2 separate regions of the Danio rerio genome follow, and region 2 is linked to region 1. A link is a contact called in public Hi-C data. All regions are on one chromosome and are shown on one strand. Each heading gives the region's core, a stretch centred on a gene start, on an enhancer-like site or on the middle of the called end of the contact. The rest is flanking DNA. Distances are from core to core; before and after follow the strand shown. Region 1 overlaps rgl1 (ral guanine nucleotide dissociation stimulator-like 1). Region 2 holds the start of mpeg1.2 (macrophage expressed 1, tandem duplicate 2).

What was found. A called contact is a pair of places that touch in the nucleus more often than the background predicts.
Region 2: a Hi-C map of embryo shows a contact between it and region 1, with 1.5 times the contacts expected there. The contact joins the promoter of mpeg1.2 here to the enhancer-like site in region 1. A contact is called at or near these places in 2 of 18 Hi-C or Micro-C datasets (both in embryo) and 2 of 4 datasets of contacts at active chromatin or transcription factors (caudal fin and embryo).

Annotation. Positions count from the first base shown.
Region 1 is chr8:21,166,413-21,173,653 of GRCz12tu, forward strand. It overlaps rgl1 (ral guanine nucleotide dissociation stimulator-like 1), which reads right to left. Exons shown (of 18, transcript NM_205637.2): 4 at 3,367-3,441; 5 at 2,912-3,105; 6 at 1,136-1,260. Among named protein-coding and RNA genes, the nearest start is that of plin3, 20 kb to the left of the region's middle. Within about 2 kb of position 3,004, at least 12 of the 62 cell types and tissues checked have an H3K27ac peak or open chromatin away from gene starts, as enhancers often do.
Region 2 is chr8:21,220,787-21,228,027 of GRCz12tu, forward strand. mpeg1.2 (macrophage expressed 1, tandem duplicate 2) reads left to right here and starts at 4,436. Exons shown (of 2, transcript NM_001020586.2): 1 at 4,436-4,941; 2 at 6,067-7,241. The coding sequence starts at 4,501.

The sequences.
Region 1 (7,241 bases), core at 1,754-4,253:
AAAACCCTTTAAAATTTCATAAAACACAATTGAAAGTGATTTAAATACTTGCATATGTTGTGTGTGTTATAATAAATCCCTCCAAAAAAAAGAAGTGCTTTTTTTTGTAAACGCAACAAAAACAAAAACTTTGGTGTGGTTTGGTTGCCGTAAATAATTTTGTTGGTTCCTGAACATGTCAGTAATCATAGGAAAAAAAATGTATGTATAGAAAAATGTATCTATCATAATCTATGCAAAAGTTATTCTGTTTTCTCATCAGTTGGAATAGAACCATCTATGGGGTTATTGGGCCAGTAAAATTTAAAGTTTAAAATGTAAAGAACGCGTAAGTAAATGAAGTCACGGACCCGGTACCGGGTACGCAGAGTTTATGATTAGCAACAAAAACAAAAATTAAGATAATTTGAAGAACTTTGGAAACTGGTACCCCATTGACTAAAAGTATTTTTCTACTGTTACCGGTTTGCTAAATATTTCACAGATTTTATCAATAGAAAATGTGTTCAACAGAAAAATACTAATAAAAGTTTAGAACCACTTGAGTAAATAGTAAATAAAAGTAATATTTTTGGGTGAACTATTGTTTATAAAGGTTTCCAATGGGAATATTATGCATTTTAAAGGAGAAAAGATAAATATAGCTCTGGCAGATGACATCTGAGGACTATTATTAAAAGATAAGTTCAAGCTCGAAATAGAAATTCTATTAGTATTTACTCACTCTTGTATCATTCCAAAACTAAATGGATGTTTGTACATCTTGGTGACACTTCAAAATGTTCATATTGTTTAAAAATTTTTTGTTTACATCTCTTTAGATGACTTGGATTATGCTGTTTGATTCATGCAGATCCATATTTTTCTATTTGTTTTAAAATATCAAAGGATGAGTAGGCTTTTAATGGAGCGACAAAAATCTCTTAGATATAATTGAAAATGTCTTCATTTTGTGTTCACAATATGAGCAAAAGTTGTAATGATTTTAGAATGATTTGAGCGCGAGTAAATGTTTACCAAAAAAAAAGCTTACATTCTGATGTGAACTAACCAGTTAATATGTTTGGAACAATTAAAATCACCATGACTCGAATAGTTAGTGGACAACAGATTTAATCTTTTTTTTTTCTCTCACCGCATCCATATAGGTCAGCTGCTCTGCTACGAGGTCAACCTCGAAGGAGAAGAAGTCCTCCTGCAAGTCAATCTCCACTTCCTCATCCTCCCCAAGGCAAAACGGGTTGATGTACTGAAAGCCTCCTGCAACAAACGGACAGCAGATGTTTTTGTATGCACAGGAAGACATACGTGAATGGACAAAGAGGGTTGTTGCTAGAAGGGATACAGCTGTGGTCGGAAGTTAAAGAGAATCAATGGATGGATTTTATTAATGTCTAGCCGCTAGTGGTGTAACTGATCACAAATCTCACGGTTTGGATCACACTGCAGTTTTCGAGTCATGGATCGGACCATTTCTCAGATCAGCAAAAAAGGGGAGGAGACAAATGTCATTTGATTTTAACAAACATAATTTACAACCTGTAATTTTAATAAAAATAAAGAAATACCAGGCGACGCAGGGATAGGTAGTGCTATCTCACAGCAAGGAGGTCGCAGGTTGAAGTCTCGGCTGGGTCAGTTGGCATTTCTGTGTGGAGTTTGCATGTTCTCCCTGTGTTCACGTGGGTTTCCTCTGGGTGCTCAGTTTTTCCCCACAGTCCAAAGACATGCGGTACAGGTGAATTGGTATAGGCTACATTGTCTTTACTTTACTTGAGTGTGAATGAGTGTGTATGGATGTTTCCCAGAGATGGGTTGCAATCATTGCATCAACCATTGCAACTACCTTTATGTAACATCAAAGTGAGAAATGTTTTGACAAAATTTGTGACAATTATACCATGTATGGACGGGTGACATTATTATTGTTTTGTTTTTTTTTTCAAATTTTTAAAATGTCTTGATACTCTTTGTATTCTTACATTATACATAATGTTATGGCTATTATTAATAAACAAAGATATAGGCAGAATAAAAAAGTACAATACTCAATACTGTGAAAAATGATTTTGCTACTGTTGCTGATAATGCTAGATTTAACATTCTAACATAATCTTTTACACCACATCATATTTATTTTTTAATCTCATTTTTAATTATTGATTCAATAATTTACTTCATGTTTCATTAGTAGATGCATACTTTTTAAAGAACCATTCTGTGACATATTTTTTAAAGGTGATTTTAATCTTTACCATAAACATCAGTGTTTATATCTCAACTTTAAACGGTTATCACAGTACTTCTGTAAAAATGATTGTTTATAATTAACTGAAAAAGTGTAAAAACTGAATCTCTCTTTAAATAAAATGGAGATTTGAATGCAGCGCGACGAAGGATTAATAAACAGATGCAACTCATCACATCATTTATAATTTATGTTGCATGGGTGTTTGAACTGAGATCTCGATCTTTTAATGTTTAACCTACACACTGAATGCATTAATGCAAGCTAAAAAAGACAGATAACACCTTTAATTAGTAACCGAAGAAAGCCTTTAGGTGGCACCACAACTTCTTCTGTCATCATTATATTTTACAGGAAAGCTAAAATGCTTTCCGACATGCGATTAAAAACCCCAACTATCACAGTAATGTAAAAACAGTAATTATACAGAGTATTATTTATATAATTTATTAAATTAGCCATTAAATTGTATGTAATTAATGTCTACCCCCACCGCAAACCTTAACCTTCCCTTCTCAGTAATGTAAAAGTATTCATTATTGTTCTACAGTGCTATATTGATGCGAGTATCCACAGCTGTATCCCGTCTAAACTTCCCCGACAAAGAGGTAAAAAGTTAGACAGGATGGCTAAAATAGTTAACAGTAAGCGGATACGACTTACCTTCAGTCTCGTTCTCTAGGCTGGCCTGGACACGCAATTGTTCTAGCAGACTCTGAGCGCGGCGCATTGGCTCTGAGCCTGGCATGGCCTTCTGCAGGAAACCCAGCACACGATGCAAGCTCGGATATGACGGAGGTTCCTGGAAGTCCTCTGGACACTGATCCAGCCAGGCTCTCAGAATAGAGGCCAAAGCTCTGAAAGAATAACACAGAGATGTTTGCATAAATCAGAGAAAACCAACAATTCAACTGCGATGCTTTGATTCATGAAGCAATCAAACACCGTCATTCATCAGTGGCCTTTTTTTTCTAATTGCTTCCACACTCACACATAATAAAACAGAGCTTGACCTCAATTTTTAATCCTCCATGGAAATGAAACAACAAACACGAGAGCTGCACGGAAGTCAATGCAGATAAAGCAGCACAGATAACCATGGCTGAGAATGAACTTACTTTCTAACAGCTTTTCTGCTCTCTCCAGTCTGACATTGGCTACGCTCTCCTTCACAATCCTCAAAACTGCCATACCTGCGAAAGAAGAAAGAAAACGGGGTGAGAATGAAGGGCAGTCGCCGCAAGAAAGCTGTAAAACAATTGCAGAATTACAATCACTTTCCAATACCCAAGCGTTTCTGTAAGATCCACTTTAAAAATAAATAAAAAATTGTATTCTTGTTTTGACATAAAAAATGTAGACAAACAATCAGCATTCCACTATGAGAATAAAAAAGTACATGTAATAAAGAAAATACAGGAAATTACGAAACAAAATTATATTAAAAATAGCTTTAGACGGAAGCATACACTGTAAAAAAAAAAAAAAAAAAAAAAAACAGTAAAAAACATGTTACTGTAATTTTTCCACAGTAAATTACTTTAGTATCACTTTACATGATTTAACTGTATAAATTCACAGTAGTATGTTGTATTCAGAACTTTATTGTGAAATTAATCAGATTAGCACGATTACAGCAAATTGCTGTAAAAGGGCTATATCTCCTGTATGTTCGGTACAGTGGCGCCCCCAGAAAATTTTCTTAGGGGTGGCCAGAAGAGGCCGCACCAAATCTTGGGGTGGCACACAAAAAAAATAATGAATTCAGTGTAATGTTATATTTTTGTTTCTGGTAAATGAAATAATGTAGTTTTTATTCATTTAATTAATTCTACTTGAAATATTGCAATTTATTCTTTGAAATAATTCAGCAAGTACATGTGCAAACCAAATAAAAATCTATGTTTATTTTAAAAACACTTTTCATATACTGTATAAATAACTTCTTTTTTTACGTGCCTTTATTGTACATCATACGAGATATGCCATGTCTAAAATTAATGAAGATTAATGAGTTTATTATTCCCAGAGATGGGTTGCAGCTGGAAGGGCATCCGCTGTGTAAAAATGTGCTAGATAAGTTGGCGGTTCATTCTGCTGTGGTGACCCCGGATTAATAAAGGGACTAAGCCGAAAAGAAAATGAATGAAAGAATAATGAATTTATTAATTACCCAAACAAATGAACAAACTGAACAAAAGGCATTACTATACACACTCACTATAACTAATAATATTATTTATCCATATTGCTTTTTGAACCATTTTATTAATGCAGCTTATTCTATTGATATACTGTAGCTTAAGGTAAATATTAAATTGCCATTGCTGTCTATTGAAGGTGTGTGCGTGCTGTCAATGACGATCGGGGAGGGTAGTGGTGGTTCTAGTTTAAATGACACCCTGGGCGAACCACCCTATACACCCCCACCTCTCTTGAATTGTTAGATTTGTTATTCAATAAATATAACAATTTATTTATATTTATTCTAAATAAATACAATTAATATTAATATACAATTATTATTCTAAATAAATAACAGAAATCAATCCCAAATATTACTGGAAAACAACAACTGGAGTGATATGCCAACATCACTTAAGAAACCTTTTGCATGAAAATTAATTATGACAATTCTAAAGAATACAAAAAATGTATTATAGAATTATCTGTGGTCTTAGACCAGATTATGGCTGAGAAATCATGTTATGAAGTCTTACCTCCCTGACTCATTATCCCTCCTTTCTGCTTTAAAGGCATGCTTAGTGAAAGTAACATCATCATCATCATCATCATCATATTATATAAACTTTAAACGACTTTCAAAACTCGCTGCGTGGAGACACCTCTGCACAAAAGGCTGTTACTCCGGTTTCACGGCGCATGAGCGGTGCCTATTATGTCGGCGTGCATGCAAACAACCAACTGGGATTCACACAGAAGTGCGTGAGGCGCGCGGGAATGGTTTTCCGCGCGCATGCGTCAGTTTGCTTTCACCAGCATTGAACCAGAGGGGGAGAGCTACGTCAGTAACACCAACAATAATTTAGTGACTGCATTTTATTTATTTATTTATCTAAATATTGGAAATTTATGAGTTCATTTAAATCAATAATGTCAACCGCAAAATTATATTGGGGTGGCCAAAGGGGTGGCCACAGGGGTGGCCAGAGTTTACCGAGGGGTGGCCGTGGCCACCCCTGGCCACCCCTTGGAGGCGCCCCTGGTTCGGTATAGGAATTCAAACTCTTTTTTTTTCATTCAACATAGACATTAATACAAGGGATATTTATGCTAGTATTAATAACAGAATAAATTAAATAACAAAATGTTGTTGCAGCCCCAAAAAACAATTTGGTTACATCTTCAAAAATGACTTGAAAGAAAACCATTCTGTATTAAAACAACAAGAATTTCATAGTAAATTTTCATTTTTGGTTGCACTGCAACTTTATTTAATCTTATATGGTTAACATGGAACTATGAAATAATATTTAATGAACATAACTTTGTGCTTAGCCAAAACATAATAAACTGGAACAAACGTAATTGATTCATGAAACAAAACACTGTTTAACACCTAAAATGATCCCAAAGTCAGGGTAAATGTCAGAATGACTAGCTGAGGAAAGCCTGCTTCGCAGTAAAATATAATTAATTCTACAAGATAATACTGTGAAATCACAGTAATGGACATTACTATCTACTGTGAAGTTTCATTATATGGCTGAGATTTTACAGTAATTAAAAGCAATAAAATCACAATAAATTACTGTTAACTACCTCAAAGTAATTTGTCATGAATTTACATACAATATTTTACTGTGAATGTAATGCAATTATAAGCCAGTCACTTACTGTGAATTCAGGGTGCCTATTTTACAGTGTAAATGACAGAAATATTTTAAACAAATATATAAAAATAATCTACTCCGAAGTGTGTAATGAACTATATGAATATTAAAGGTTAGGTTAATGTAATGTTAACCATACCAAAAATAAATAAATAAATAAATAATAAAAAATAAAACAAACAAACAAAAAAAAACTAAATTCAGTGTAATATTCCCTTTTAATTTAGTAAAGATTGTTGTGATGGCAAAAACAATCATAATTGATATTTTTATGATGAATCCCCCAAAACAAACAATATATGATATAAAATACTGAGTTTGAAGATAAAAGCATTTAAACTGTAAGCTGTAATGCATAAATTCAGGCTTCTAAAATATCAAGGAATAAAAGAAAATATTTTTAGTACTATTGATAAAAAAATAAATAAATAATGAAATAGAATATAATAAAACCAAAAAAACTTAAAAAAAACACTTAAATCAAATGCATTATGCCGATCTGAAACTGCAAAACGTAATGAATAGAAATAAGGTTTTCACATTTCAAACAAAATAAAATAATAAATCACAATAATTTTTCCATTACAAAATATAAAATATCAGCAAATAAAATCAGTCTAAAAGTAAGCAAGTAAGTAAAGGTTTATTTATATAGCACCTTTCCCAGACATTGAGTCACAAAGTACTTTACAATAAGAAAAAAAACAGAAAACAGGTAAAAGAACACCTATCAATAAAAGAAAACAAGTTAAAAATCCAAGTACATAAACATCAATACTGTCAAAAAGCTGTCTTTAAATGCTTTTTGAAAAAGTAAAAAAAAAAAAAAAACAGGGTAAAGCGCATAGATTCCATTTCCCACATTTTCATACAAATTCATTCCTTTACACTTGCAAATAAATGACTTTCACTTTTTAGTCACTTGTAATGAATTTATAAGTTTTTTTTTATAAGCAATTTGCAGCAGACACCATCCTACAGCACTGAAAAAAATATATACTGACAGCAGAAATTTCTATGACCTTCAAATCTTTACTAGGCCTGGAAATGAAACTTTTAAATTTCCCTAACATTAAATCCTGTAGATCTGATGCTTTTTATCAACTGTTTACATTCACACACTGTGTTTACATTAATAT
Region 2 (7,241 bases), core at 3,186-5,685, 56 kb after region 1:
AGGCACTTCTTTTCTTCTGTCTTTCATCACAATCTCTTACACACCATTTCTGTAAATCTGTAAATTATCTGAAGAACAATGGGCAGTCTAAATATTCAGAAAAAAACAACAACCCAAAAATCATTAGTCACTTTTATTGAAAGGTTCTGTTTATAAAGCACAACAGAAATAAGACTTATTAAAACAGTTTTGTGTCCAGTTCATTAATGAGTTAATGTTGGTTGAAAATCAGTTCACAACTCGTATCTGAACAATAAGTTAGTGAATTATACAAGTCTTTATTTGTGGATTACTATTTAAATGGGGTAGATTTTTATTTACAAACTGGACAGTTAAAATGATGCAAATTCTCAAGCATTTTGTACACTTCTGTAATACATATTAAACTAGAACAGTTAAAGAGCATTCTTCTTAAAATGTTAACCCGTTTTGATCAACGGTACATCTTGTAAGTTGATATTTGTCAGCACACTTTTTAATTGATTTTTATGTTCATATAATATTGCTGTTGCCCCACAGTCCAAAGACATGGGCTATAAGTGAATTGGGCAAGCTAAATTGTCTGTAGTGTATGTGTGTGAATGAGAGTGTGTGGGTGTTTCCCAGTGATGGGTTGCAGCTGGAAGGGCATCCGCTGCGTACAACATATATGCTAGATAAGTTGGTGGTTCATTCCGCTGTGACAACCTCGGATAAAAAAAGGGACTAAGCGGAAAAGAAAAAGAATGAATAACTTTGCTGCATGGCATATTTTGTTATTTTCACTTGTTTGCACAGTTGCAACATTATCAGTATGGTTATGTTTAAATGTTAAAACTAAACATTTTCTTGCAAAATAAACATTCATTATTTATTCATTCATTTTCTTTTCGGCTTAATTCTTTTATTAATCCAGGGTTGCCACAATAAATGAACCGCCAACTTATCCAGCATATGTTTTACACAGCGGATGCCCTTCCAGCTGCAACCAATCACTGGGAATTATTTATACACACTCATTTACCCACATACACTACAGACAATTTAGCTTACCCAATTCGCCTATAGAGCATGTCTTTTGACCACATGAAACACGTTGAGAACATGCAAACTTCATACAGAAATGACAACGGACCCAGTCGAGACTCAAACCAGCGCCCTTTTTGCTGTGAGGCGATCGTGCTACCCACTGCGCCACTGTGACACCCTAAACCAGGGGTCACCAACATGTATTAACATATTAATAATAACATATGAAAAGTAAATTAAGAAAATGTGTTTTTTAATAACTGGTAGCCCTTCACATTAATCGGTACCCAAGAAGTAGCTCTCATTTTTCAAAAGGTTGGTGACCCCTGCCCTAAACATTCATTAATAAGTACTCATTTTACTACACTTAAAAACTAATATAACAAGCATTAAAAATCAAGTTTTGTACTATGACAAAAGGATAGTTGATGACCTCATCATTTATCCTCCCTCGTGTTTCTTTCTCTTTTTGAACACAAAAGAAGACATTTTGAAGAATGTTAGCTGCTGGGACCCATCAACTTCCATAGTAGAAAAGAAATGAGTCAATGTGTCAAAACAACTTGCATTTCTCCTCAAAATGTTTTTTTTATTTTAACAAAAGAAACTTAAATAGGATTTGAACAAGGGTGAGTAAATGAAGCAGTGAATTTTTAAAAAGGAGGACTTTATATTTTACTGTAAAATTTTATGGCAGTGGCTTTGGACCTTCAATTGCTGACACCTGAATTAATATTCATTAATGCCAAACAAGTCTCAGATTGTCTTTCAAAAATGCTGCGTCATGTTCCTCGTGATGTTTTGTAAATCAGACTAGTTTTTCCTCTTAAGCATGCAGTTGTCAACATGACTTTGTTTCCTGGTGAACTCAATACATGTGAACACTGACTCTGGGAAACTTCAAATATGTCACTTTGACACACAGTTTCATAAATATTAGAATCTACCAAGAAAATACAAAATTAAATGCATGATTTTTAAGTATTTTATATAGTTTAATTCCCTTTTAGTTTAAACTTTGTCTGTTCTGCATGTCTTTAACACTGATTTAAAACAACAACTGCATACATACAACCATACAACAATCACACAATAGAAACACTCATCAAGACAACAGCGTAAGCTAAAAAATTTAAAACCAAATTAGCCCCATACTGTACATATTACTGCAGATCATTCTTGGCAACCACCCAATTCACTTCAAACAGTCATCCGATTTAAAACAACAACTGCAATTGGAATAAATGACTTTTTATAAGCATTTCTTCGGGCTTTAGGAATTCTAAACCTGCGCCTGTGTCACTTCAAAAGCTGAGTGAAGGGGATGTGTATTATCTTTAAAAATCACAATTGCCGTGTTTTCCATAAAGGAGTCAAATAGAATCTGTAGCGAATGTTGTTTTTGACCAGTTATCTTATTTGCCTGATTGATAATTTACGATAAATCACATTATGATAAGTTCTTTTGGTGAGGTTTAAGTATGGTTGTTTATGCATGCGTCTAAACTGAAATGTGCTGAAACCAGTCAGAACAGTTCTCAGTTTACCGCCATCTCAAAGCGTCTTACAGTATGTTTTCATTCTTTAGATTGCTGAGCTGCATGTTCCCAGCATTCACATGAAGATAAAAGTACAGATTGAAGATTAAATTCCATGTATCTGTTCAATTATATTCAGTTCATGTTTTTTTAATCTACAGTATATATATATATAAAGCATATTTGGAAAGCATTAATGCACAGAATAGACACATTGCACCATAGTCTAGCATGCTTTTTTAACAAATGGCTTTAAAATGTAGTGGATGACATTGGTAATTCCTGAGTTAAAACATATCACTTCTCATAGTTGGCTTTGGAAATTCCCACAATATTCAGCTATAAACTTACTTGTACTCTCAGCAAAATTCAGTGGTTTTGCAGTAGTTTTTCCCCGGGTCCTCCGGTTTCCTCCCACAGTTCAAAAACAAGCACTCTAAACAATTAATCCAAATACTTTAGCTAAACTCTGAGTACACCTTTCAGCATCCATATCTGACACTTAGCTACAAGCAAGAGGGGGAGTCATCGAGATCTACCCGAGCTCAAACTCCCCTCTCGCCTTGCAACGGGAGGAAGCCCAGGGCTCGAGGATCTTATAAGCTCAGGGCTCTCTCCTGGGACAGCATGCCAAACTAGCTTTATTATCAATCATCAGCTAAGTGTGAACTTTTGAAAAGCCCATTTAAATAAGTGGGCTTTAAAAGGTGGCAGGTCAGTGATTGTACGAAGCTCATTAGGAAGGGTATTTCAGAGTATATATAAAAATCACATTCTTTAATCAAAAAGAAATAATGTAATTAAAATATATTAAAATCATGTTATTTAATTATAAACAAATTATGTGGTTTGAACATATAAACATGTTTTCATTGTTAAGAAATCATGTAGTTTGAACTTTTTCTAAACCATGTTATTTATAATAAGGAAATTATGTAGTTTGAACATATAAAAGTCTTAAACACTGTAACAGGTAAAAACAGTCTTCGAAGCTATATCATGCATATTAATATAGTTGTGCCACATTCACAGAAGAGCCCGCTGATTGGTTCAAACCAAGTCTTTTTTATGAATTAATGATGAAAACTCAAAGATGTCATGTTGTACTGGCCAGTACAGAGATCCAGTGTCCACACTGGAACTTACACAAAGATCTCATGGCTGCGATGTAGCTTCAAATTTTATTTTTTAAAGATCGTATAAGAAGAACGTATTTGCTCGAAATATTGTAAAAACAACCAATTAGATTCATTTTGTGAAGTATATGTCCTAATACTGGTATTAACAATGTGGGACACATATACAGTATGACTGTCAACATCTCAAAAAATGTTTTGATGCTTCATGACCCATTTATAATAAAGAAATCATGTAGAACATATAGAACATATAGAACATATTAAACATATAGAAGTCGTGTTATTTAATCAAAATTAAATCATGTAGCCTTAACATATAAAAATCATGTTGATTTAACATGTAAAAAATCACGTTTAATAAACTATATTATGTGCAACCAATGTACATAATGTTTTATGTTAATCCAACAACTTTTTTTTCATTGTGTACACTAGAACTACACAATATATGCCTAGTGTGTATGCCAATGTGCATAAATGTCCAATTTTAATAATCAATTTCAATTATACAAATTCATTAAAAATGGTGAAGATATAAACCTGCATCTAAATAGTTAATAAAATAGAAAGACAGAAAAAGCAACAAATATCTTTGGAAAAAGTTTTTTTTTTTTTTCAGGAAACTTGTAAAACATTGATTTTCAGGAGTCTAACAGACAACATTCTTCAACTTATCTAGATACTTCCTTCTTTTGGGAAAGTTTGACTGTTCCGAAAACAAAAATTCCAAAGCCACGCCTCCGAAGTATATTTAGGGCAGAAACGAAACCGTGTGAGGAGGAGAGCAGTCAGAGGTCAATTCCTTAAACTTCATCATGAATTTATTATATATTTTCCTTACATTCTTCGTCCTTTTCTGCAAATCTGATGGCTTTATCAGACCCAGTAATGGTCTCCGCGAATGCCGCCAAAACTCAAATTTAACAGCTCTAGAGGTGCTCCCAGGTGGAGGTTGGGACAACCTGCGCAATTTAGACGTGGGACGGGTGATGAACTTGACCTATTCCCAGTGTCAGACCACAGAAGATGGACTTTATCTCATCCCAGACGAAGTGTTTGTCATTCCGCGAAAAACAAGCGGAGTGGAAACTCACTCTGAGACTATAATGTCATGGCTGGATCAGAGAAGCTCCACGTCAGGATCCATCAATGCAGACGCTTCCTACCTTACTGTTCTAAACGGAAAATTCTCTGAGGAAAACACGCGCATGAAAATACACCAAGTGAGAGGGAATTCCGTAACAACACGAGTTCAGGTAAGACAGAAAAGTAAAAGCAGCATGTTTTATTTTTATTTAATGGCCAAAACGGTATATTATATTTACAGTGTATTCTTAAATTGATGTTTTTTTTTTATCATTTTGTTAGCATAAAGCTTTAAACTATATTTTTGACAACACTGACATACTCTGGATAATATTTGACAACATAGATTTGTGTCAAATGTCAAAAAAGAAAAAAAAAGTCAAATACAGGGCAGATTACGGCCCGCACTCACAGTACAATCGTGGTGTGGGCATTAAAAAGCCTTCGTAACAAGAGGACGCGTCTGTTCAAGGACATTTTTATACACATTAGTATTATTTTAAACAGAAAAGATAGGCTATAACCATATCCACATGTAAAAAAATATTAATATTTAATTAAATCTTATTCTCATTTCATAATATAAGGAAGTAAAATGATGTTTCGTAATAGCTAACATTAAAATAAAAAAAAAATTACTTACTTTCAGTTAAATGTATGTTCATTCATTCATTTTCTTTTTGGCTTAGTCCCTTTATTAATCCGAGGTCGCCACAGCGGAATAAACCATCAACCTATTCAGCACATATTTTACGCAACGGATGCCCTTCCAGCCGCAACCCATCTTTACACTCATCCATACACACTCATTACACTCATACACTACGGACAATTTAGCCTACCCAATTCACCTGTACCACATGTCTGTAGACTTTGGGGGAAACTGGAGCACCCGGAGAAAACCCACGCGAACGCCAACTGACCAAGCCTTGAAACAGCGACCTTCTTGCTGTGAGGCATCAGCACTACCTACTGCGCCACTGCATCGCCTAAATTTATGTTTCAGTGATTTTTGTTTCCTTCATCATTTGAAAATGTTTAGGGAAATGTTTATCTTATTTTTAAATAAAGAGCTTGTTAAAAGTGTTAATTCAATTTTATTTAATTTTATATTAATTTATGGTAAATTCTGGCAATTTATGTCACAACCTAAAGATGTGCCCATCTAAAGACATTCATTTTCTAATAATATTAATATAAACAAATACTCTAAGCCTCATATTTACATTAATTTTATTGAAAATATAAAAATTTACTAAAAAAGTATTGATCATTGTTTTGTGTTATCTTCTCAGGTACGCAACCATCTGTACACCGTGAATGCTTACCCTGACTTCACCCTGGATTCCCGCTTTTCCCAGCAGATCTCGGAACTCGCAGATGCTATTGAGAACAATCAAACACGTCAAGCAATGTATTTGTCAGAGAAAGTCATACTTGAATATGGTACCCATGTCATCACAAGCATCGATGCCGGTGCCACTTTAGTGCAGGAGGACTATATAAAAAGGTCTTACGTCTCTGACACTAATTCAGAGAGGTCTTCTGTCTCTGCATCCGCAGGCATTAACTTTTTTAACATGGTTAATTTTAACTTTGGCAGCAAAGAAACCGAGCAAACCTCTGAAACCCTCACTTACCAGCAAAACATCACATACTCATTAGTTCAGAGCCACGGCGGGGCTTTATTCTATCAAGGCATCACTATGCAGAAGTGGCAAGAGAGCACTCAAAATCATCTTGTGGCAATTGACCGTTCTGGTCTGCCGATTCACTATTTTCTCAATCCAGCCGTATTCCCTGACCTCCCAGTTCCCACTTTACATAAGCTTGCCTTTTCAGTGCAGAAGGCTGCAGAACGTTACTACAACATAAACACCACTCCAGGCTGCACAGATCAAAGTTCTCAAAACTTTAACTTTCAGGCCAATGTGAACGACACGTCCTGTGAGGGTCCAGTCACCAATTTGACATTTGGTGGCGTTTACCAAACATGCACTCCTGAGTCACCAGATGGAAATGTCATCTGTGATGAATTTGCACAAAGAAATCCAGACACTGGTGACTTTACTTGCCGTCAACCATACAGTGCCACTCGGTTACATTCTGAGAACGTACAGCAGGGTTATAATAATTATGAGTGCCATGAGGAATGTCATTCATGCTGGTTAATTTTGGATTGTTGTCATCAAGTATGTGGAAATGTTTACTACGTCCGCCAGGCACAAATTGACACTTATTGGTGTTCCACAAGTCAGACAGTCCCTGAAAACACCGGATACCTATTTGGGGGTCTATTTGGACCATCTTTACAAAACCCACAGACCAAATCTCATGACTGCCCTGCAAATTATTTTGAACAAGTATTTCTGACTAACGGCATGAGGATTTGTCTGAGCAATGACTATGAGGCAGGAACAATATCCTCTGTGCCATTTGGGGGTTTATTTAGCTGCCAATCTGGCAACCC